Regions from separate parts of the Mus musculus genome. Here region 2 is linked to region 1. Evidence: chromatin contacts called from public Micro-C data. All regions are on one chromosome and are shown on one strand. Each heading gives the region's core, a stretch centred on a gene start, on an enhancer-like site or on the middle of the called end of the contact. The rest is flanking DNA. Distances are from core to core; before and after follow the strand shown.

The links. A called contact is a pair of places that touch in the nucleus more often than the background predicts.
Region 2: a contact with region 1 is called in a Micro-C map of embryonic stem cells, with 4 times the contacts expected there. The contact joins the promoter of Vrk2 here to the enhancer-like site in region 1. A contact is called at or near these places in 1 of 39 promoter capture datasets (cranial neural crest) and 2 of 484 Hi-C or Micro-C datasets (cerebral cortex and embryonic stem cells).

What each region holds. Positions count from the first base shown.
Region 1 is chr11:26,101,335-26,105,171 of GRCm38.p6, reverse strand. All of the region lies in intron 1 of 5730522E02Rik (RIKEN cDNA 5730522E02 gene), which reads left to right. Among named protein-coding and RNA genes, the nearest start is that of Mir6372, 99 kb to the left of the region's middle. Within about 2 kb of position 1,256, at least 27 of the 459 cell types and tissues checked have an H3K27ac peak or open chromatin away from gene starts, as enhancers often do. A contact at or near this core is called in embryonic stem cells, where this site is marked.
Region 2 is chr11:26,591,496-26,595,328 of GRCm38.p6, reverse strand. It overlaps Vrk2 (vaccinia related kinase 2), which reads left to right and starts at 1,409. Exons shown (of 13, transcript NM_027260.3): 1 at 1,409-1,739; 2 at 3,602-3,742. The coding sequence starts at 3,607.

The DNA of each region.
Region 1 (3,837 bases), core at 7-2,506:
GATATTTTGCTAAGAATTCAAATTTTGGTTGTCCTTTACTATTCAAAAAACCCTTCTCATTCTTTTTCCTGAAAGTTATGTCTTGGCAAACCTGTGAGTTCTGTTTTCTGTTCATTGAAATGGGGTTGAGAATATAAAACTAAGGAAGAAATGTGCTGTTAATTGGGTCAGGTGTCAGCATCTTCTCTTCTTGGCTTGGCTAGAAGTAGAGATTCCCTACTTGTATTTAGGCGGTGCCTGTGGTTCCCAGAGGAGAGAGGGGTCTGTACAATAATGCAAATGAGCTCAATAAGAACATTGGGAACTTAAAGCAGAAGTGTGTTCCTGCAGTGTGAAGACATCTGTGAGGGGTTTATGCGGCTAGGAGCCCCATGCTTGGTGCTTGCTATCACTGTTTTCACATTTTGATAGAACAGATCATTTTTTTTTTCATGCCAGCCTCATATCTACTGATGTTGATAATTTTGCCACATTTGCAATATCCTTGTTGAAATTTTTTTCTTGATGTGTAGTGTTTTTGCTAAATATAGTATTTCTGATACACAGAACATAGAGTACTTGATATATTTCATAAAAGCGAACAGATGTTAAAAAAAATCTGATAAACTATTTTTATATGTTGGAATGCTTAAAGCCTCACACTAGCCTGATTGGGGATATTTATACCAGTGATTGTTTACACAGTTTTTTGAATTTGTGTATTTAACTTGAGAAGAATTCACTCTCCATTGCTGTGTGACAGGTACAAAGAGAAATGCGTTTCCAGGAAACAATCCGCTAGTAATTTAGTCCACTTATTTTCAGTACTTAACTTTTGGTATTTTTTTCCTTCCTTAAGTTCACCCTGATATGACATTTCATTATTAGATTAAAAAAAAAATAGTCACTCACCAGATATTAAAGGATGCAATTGCTTTCAGTTCAGGCAGGTTTTAACTGCGTTTTAATTAGCTTAAAACATATGCTTCCATTTATTGTATTATGTGGAGTACATCCTATCTCATTTAGCTGAGTATTGAGGACTATTGTACAATATTGTGTTCAGGCTAAAACAATGAAATACTAATTGGATCCAGTAAAATAACTGTAACGTTTCCGATTCCTATTAGGCAGGTTACATAAATTAGGCTAATATAAAATGGTGCTTAATAGAACCGCAAATACCGTGATGATCCTTCAGACAGGAACACAGTGACAGGGGATTTTGGGGGGTGGGCGGAATCAAATACATTTGCATTACAATAAAACATTTCCTGCTGTGAGGGCTCTTGCAACTCTGGAGAAAGCGCCTCTCCAGCACCACGCCCTCTTATTTACATAGGAACGCCATCCCTTTCCATTCCAGTTCCTTGGAGCACTTGTCTCTCAGTGATGAGGATAACCTGCAGTTTTAAATCTGTTGATGAATATAGTCCTTTTATTATTTTGACTAAGAGCATCCTGTCTAAGATCTTTATGTTGCACTGAGGGAACATTTCTCGTTACATACAGTATGTCTTTTTATGATGAGAATGTGTTGTCTAGGCATTAAAACCCGATTGCAATCATTCGACTGGATTCATATTTTCTCTTCGAGCTAGAGAATGTCTTAAGTTTATTCTTTCTCTTCTTTTCAATTATTAATCACTGATCTGGATATTTGGGACATTTCCATAAACTTTAATCATCCTGAAATGGATTTGAATGTAAACTATTGATAGCTTTTTTTTTTCTTCCTTCAGTGTCTCCGTTGGAGTTTCCTATGAGCTTGAATAACAGCCACTTGTAATCTTTTAAATGAAGAAATTTGAGAAAATGACACCAGGATGCAAACCGATGGAGTGAACCTTTTTCAAAAATCCTTCCAGGGCAACACTAATTTCATCTCTTCATTAGTAGTCCCCATGGCGAGTTTGTGGAGGCATCGACAGCCCTTTCGGGGCTGAGGAGGTGTTTCTGGGGAGGAGATATTTGAAGCTGCCCCTCAAAGGAAAAGTTGCCCAATGAGGTGGGAAAGGGACTACATTTTCCCTTGCGAACACACTGATAAAAGAGCTTTGTGCTGAACTCACAAGCACCCTTGAACCTTGCAGTTTGCTCCCAGCACTCAGATCGTAGTGATTCTGTGAAATGGCAGAGAGAGAAGAGCATTCTGGGGCCTAGCATGCAAATGAGCAAGCCATGTAAAGGCACAGAAAATTTAAATCCTGTCTATTGTATTCTAAGCAGGTTGCTAGTCAGCCTTTGTGGAACTGGTATAAAAATGAATCTCATCTTCTCCCTGGAATGAAAACTAAAAACATACTTTATTTCTTCACCCATAGCAGCAATTTTTATGCAGTTTTATCTTCAAAAAAGGAGGTGGGGGTTGGTTTTTCTAGAAGTTTACTGTGTAACATTTTCATTCATGATACAATTATTTTATCTGCATCTGTGCCTCTGATTTAGACCTTAATCTCCCGAGATCTTTAGTTGTGGAATTTGTTGCTTCATTTATATTCACAGATAGATCTCCCCCTCTTTTAAAAGTGTTGGAATTAGTACTATTTACTCAAAGGAATGGCAGTTTTAAAAAGATACTACATCTTAAGGGGCATGCGTTCCTGGTGAAGCAGAAGCAAGAGAGAGCCTCCAGATTCATATTTCTACTTTTCATCTTTCAGCTGAGAAGAAAGGGATATTCCTCCAGGTGTAAAAGATGACAATTGTGCGGTAAAGGGATGGGTCTAGCCAATGTGACAGTGACAAGGGGAAGTAAGAAGGGACAGCAGGGGTAAGGAAAGAGTGTCCAGACCTTAACCCCAGGTCAGACTCACTGAAACAGAGCCTTTGACAATCTACTCAAAGCAAAAGAGTGAGCTAGCCAGCTGGGTGCTTTGCCCACCAGACCATTTTGTGGTGTTAGAGACTGTAGAAATCTTCTCATTTAGGTATTTTTTCTCTCCCTTTGTCACTTTTTCTATTTTCAATTGAAATAATTCTGTTAAAATGGAGAGATGAAGAACTGAAGCTTCCTGCTCTCAAGTAATTGGAGTTTTTTCTCTTTAGACCAATGAGCCCCCTCAGGGGTTAGAGCCTTTGCTGCTGTTGAAACAGGGCGGGGGGGGGGGGGGGGTCCCAGCACATCTCACAATCTCACAACAACTTCCAACTCCAGATCTGCCAACTGCTCCTGACCTCCGTGGGCAACTGCACATACCAGGCATACCCTCACATACACATACCTTTTAAAAAACTAAAATCATGTCTTTTAAAAGTCAAAATGAAGCCGGGTAGTGGAGGGTGCACATCTTTAGTCCCAGCACTTAAGAGGCAGAGGCAGCTTTATCTCTGAGTTCAAGGCCAGCCTGGTCTACAGAGTGAGTTCCAGGACAGCCAAGGGTACACAGAGAAACCCTATGTACAATACAACAACCACAACACAACAGCAACAACAGAAAAGGAAAAATAAAATAGATATTCATTTAATAATTACTGGAAATTATGCAATTAGTTGGTAAAGACCTTGTATAATCTTTGCCTGCTTCCCTCCATTGCTAACATATGAAATGATCCTGGGACGATGGTTGCCATAATCTGTCCACCCTTGTTGTACATACAGTTCTTGGCATATTTGTGTATGTATTTCTGTATGTCGATTGTATTTGTAACTTTAAGCAATTTTATCACATAACTTTTGAAAAGCATAGTGATAGCTTTAAAAAGTGGTGCTGTTTTACTAAATCTCTCATGAGTAGAACTTTGAATGATGTAAGTAAATTACTATTATTTTGCTATAGTTTCTTTCTTTTTAAAATCAAAACAGACGCTTCATAGACATAAGAAACATACAGTGTTTAGATACAAAAGCAAAAGACT
Region 2 (3,833 bases), core at 160-2,659, 490 kb before region 1:
TGGCCAACTAGGCCATCTTTTGATACATATGCAGCTAGAGACAAGAGCTCCGGGGTACTGGTTAGTTCATAATGTTGTTCCACCTATAGGGTTGCAGTTCCCTTTAGCTCCTTGGGTGCTTTCTCTAGCTCCTCCATTGGGGACCCTGGGATCCATTCAATAGCTGACTGTGATGCTGGGGATTTTATTGAGGGCTTCCTACAGGTCAGAGGGACACTACCGATAAAGCTACACCCCTGTCTACAAAATTCATTTTAAAAATGTTTTTATACCCAAATCATGCCGTTCTTTTAAGAAATAGTCTCATGCTGTTTACCATTTTTGGAGTTTGGTAAAATCCTATTTCCTTATTACACCAAATTTAGCAAATAGAATTAATACCATCAGGCAAGAATAAAGCTACTACCATGATATTTGAGTCACTCTTGAATCAAGCTTTATTAAATACTGGCCAGGAATGATGGACACAGGCCAAGTCTACACCAGGAATTCCAGAGTATGGCACCATATTGCATTTGTCAGGGGCTTATGAAGGCAAATCCCACAAGGGTATGCACTTTCTGCCTTTGTGGAATCAAGGGCAAACATTCTTCCTGCCCATTTACTTCCCACCTACATGTGACTAAGCAGATCTTGTGCAGTTTGGGCAAGCTTGTTATCTTTCTTGAACAACAGCCTCCAGCATTCCTAGAAGTTACCTTGAGCAAGTGGGACTTACAAATTAGAGATTTGTTTGTTTGTTTGTTTGTTTGTTTTATAGGTCTCTCTCTCCTTTTTTTTTTTTTTTTTTTTTTTTTTTTTTTCGAGACAGGGTTTCTCTGTGTAGCCTGGCTGTCCTGGAACTCAGGCTGGCCTCGAACTCAGAAATCCACCTGCCTCTGCCTCCCAAGTGCTGGGATTAAAGGCTTGTGCCACCACTGACAGGCTGTTTTATAGGTCTCTTAAAGTATAGTAACTAAAACTTAAAACATAACTTTAGCCTTCGCAGAGAAAATGGCTGTTTTTCTTTCAGTATTTGCATCTGGACAATTATTGAGTGTTTTTAGGTAAGAAACTAAAGTGCTGTTTGAACAGTCTTTTTTATAAAGATTTGTTTGTTTGCTCTAAAATGTAAGTTGTGTATCCTTAAAGAATTTCTATATACTTAACATATTTCTCTCAGCTGTCATAGTAACCTTAAAACTCAATAACTTATGTTTTCCATTTTACAGATGGGAACGTAGAAATGTAGTAACTTTCGTTTTAAACATTATCCAAGTATTAAATGACAGAACTAGGCCTAGGGCAGTCACTTGCAAGTGACACACCCAGATAGATACAGGCCCTCCCAGTTACAAGGCTGTCTGGGTATGCCTAGAGGCTGGGCGAGCTGTTGGTAAGGATCTGAGCAATTTGAAAGGGGTTGGTACTCAGAACTGGTACAGGAAGGGTTCAGTTCTTCTGTAAGCGCTGGCCCAGTTTACTACCCCCAGGTTAATCTGCAGGCTCTTCAGACAGGCCTTGGCAGGGTCCGGTGCTTGGAAACTCTAACCCTCTCTCTCGGTACCGCCCCTCCACCGCTGCAGCCTCTGCCACTGGGCGGCCTCTGCCACTGGGCGGCCTCCGCCAGACTCTGGGGCTCCCAGGGCTGGCTGCCGGGAGGCGGCCCACAGGCTCGCCCGGCCCCTGGGAGGAGCCCGGAGAGGCCCACCTGGCTGCGAGGCCTTAGGAGACCAGCGCTGTGGGGACTCCGGCGGCAGGTCAGTCTTCCCTCCACCCCGGCTCCGACGCTCAGTGCCCGGCGGGCGGCCGCGGCGTTGTCCCGGCCCGCTGCAGGCCCAGCTTCAGCCCCCGCACCCGGTACCGACTCATCCCGGAAACCGGCCGGCGCTTCTGCACAGCTCCGGACTGCCATCCCCGGGACGGGGTCGCCGCTCAAGGCCGGGAGGGAGCGTTTGAACCGGGCGAGCGTCACCCCGGAAGCACCGAGTCCCCAAACTTTTAGCTGCCCCGCTTAGAAGTTGTTCTAGGAAGACTTGCCAACTTTAGCCAGCAACTTTGGCGCGTGTGTCCAACATACCGCCCTGTTGAGGGAACCCGGTGAATCACAACCTCCTTCAATTCGGTGGCCCAGTTGTTCCTGGTTTAGATTTCCCGCTCTCCTCCGGGCTCTGTTCAGCCCACTGGAGTGGAGTTTCAGCCGCCTCGGAGGCACTGGGTTCAGTAAGCGAAGGAGGGAAAACTACTTAAGCATAGATGGGTAGCTTAAGAGAAACGTTTTGTACCCTGTCAGTATTTTTGAATAATTTTCACGAAAGCATTTGTCCTGGTTAGATTTTGCTGTTGTTATCAACTTGTCTCCATGCAGGGCCATCTGGGAAGAGGGACAAATGTTGAATGTTGAGATTAATGTGAGGCTGTTAGTGGCTGGGGAAGGGTACAGCTTTAAATTCAAAGGTCGCATCTGACCTTTGGTAGTGTCTTACCACCACCAAGCAAAACACCTGCGAATGACTTCCACGAGCAAGGATTTCCATGACAAGCTAACCTGTCCTATCAGGACACTGACTAGTTCAGGCTCTCTGGTTTTCTGACCCTCCCTCTTACCCACTCCCATCAATGTGAGAACAGCTTTGCCTTAGAGATTACAGCTCTACAGATAACAGGAATCCCACATTCCAGAAGAAGGCCACAGAAATTTAATTCAAGTGGCAAAATACCTCCATTAGATTTACTCAGGGGCAGATGCGGATCTGTTGGAGTGATAGATGGGGGAGGGCCCAGGCCAGCAGTGCCACCCTTGGGCCTGGTTTGTTTAAGAAAGCCAAGCTGGTTGATCCAGTTCGGAGCAGGACAAGCTATTGAGCAGGGGGGTCTGCCATGGTGGCTTCAGTACCTGCCTGCAATTGCTGCTTTGAGTTCCTGCCCTGACTCCCCTTTCAGGTGGATTGTAAACTATATGAAGTAATTCCAAAGTTGCTTTACCATGGTTTTGTTTATTTGTTTTTGTTTTTGTTTTAGTCTAGAAATACTAAGAAGACCATGGTTACTTTCACATCTAATTTCAAGCATTTTTTCTAATATTTATTAATTATATATTAATCGCGTTACTCATTTGCTAATTTCTATACAATGATAATTAATTACATTCTATAGTGTTGCTAAATATTAATAAACTCCTACATGAAATTTTGAAGTATTGATTTAAATGAAACACAGTAGATATTTTTAATTTTTAAGAAATTTATTTTTAATTTTTAATTTTGTGTGTGTGTATACAGGTGCCAGTTGAAGAGGTCAAATATATCAGGCCCCAGAGCTCGAGTTACAGAGAGTTATAAGCTGCCATGTGGGCACTGGGAACTGAACCCAGATCATCCTCTACAAGAGTATTGCATATATTATGTATATATTATTACATATATATATACATACATACATACATACACATGTCAGTATCTCTTAGGTTTCAAAGTATCTGAATTTCTAACTTGAATGTTGTGGATGGCTTATCCAGTTGGAATTGACTTCAGGATCCTAATCTTAATTCTGGGAAAGACATTAGGAGAAATGAGTTTCAATGCTAGAGTTTTAACTATTTATCTCATCCATCTGCCAATAGATGTGATGGCACCAAGAAGAAAAGAGAAATATAAGCTTCCGGTTCCACTCCCAGAAGGCAAAATTCTGGATGATATGGAAGGAAACCGGTGGGCACTGGGCAAGATGATCGGCTCTGGAGGGTTTGGACTGATATACTTAGGTAAAGTATGACTAAATTGCCAAGTCTAATTACGTCTGTGATCTTTGTAACTATGGTAACAATGGTATTTTAAGAGCTAACTGAAATAACA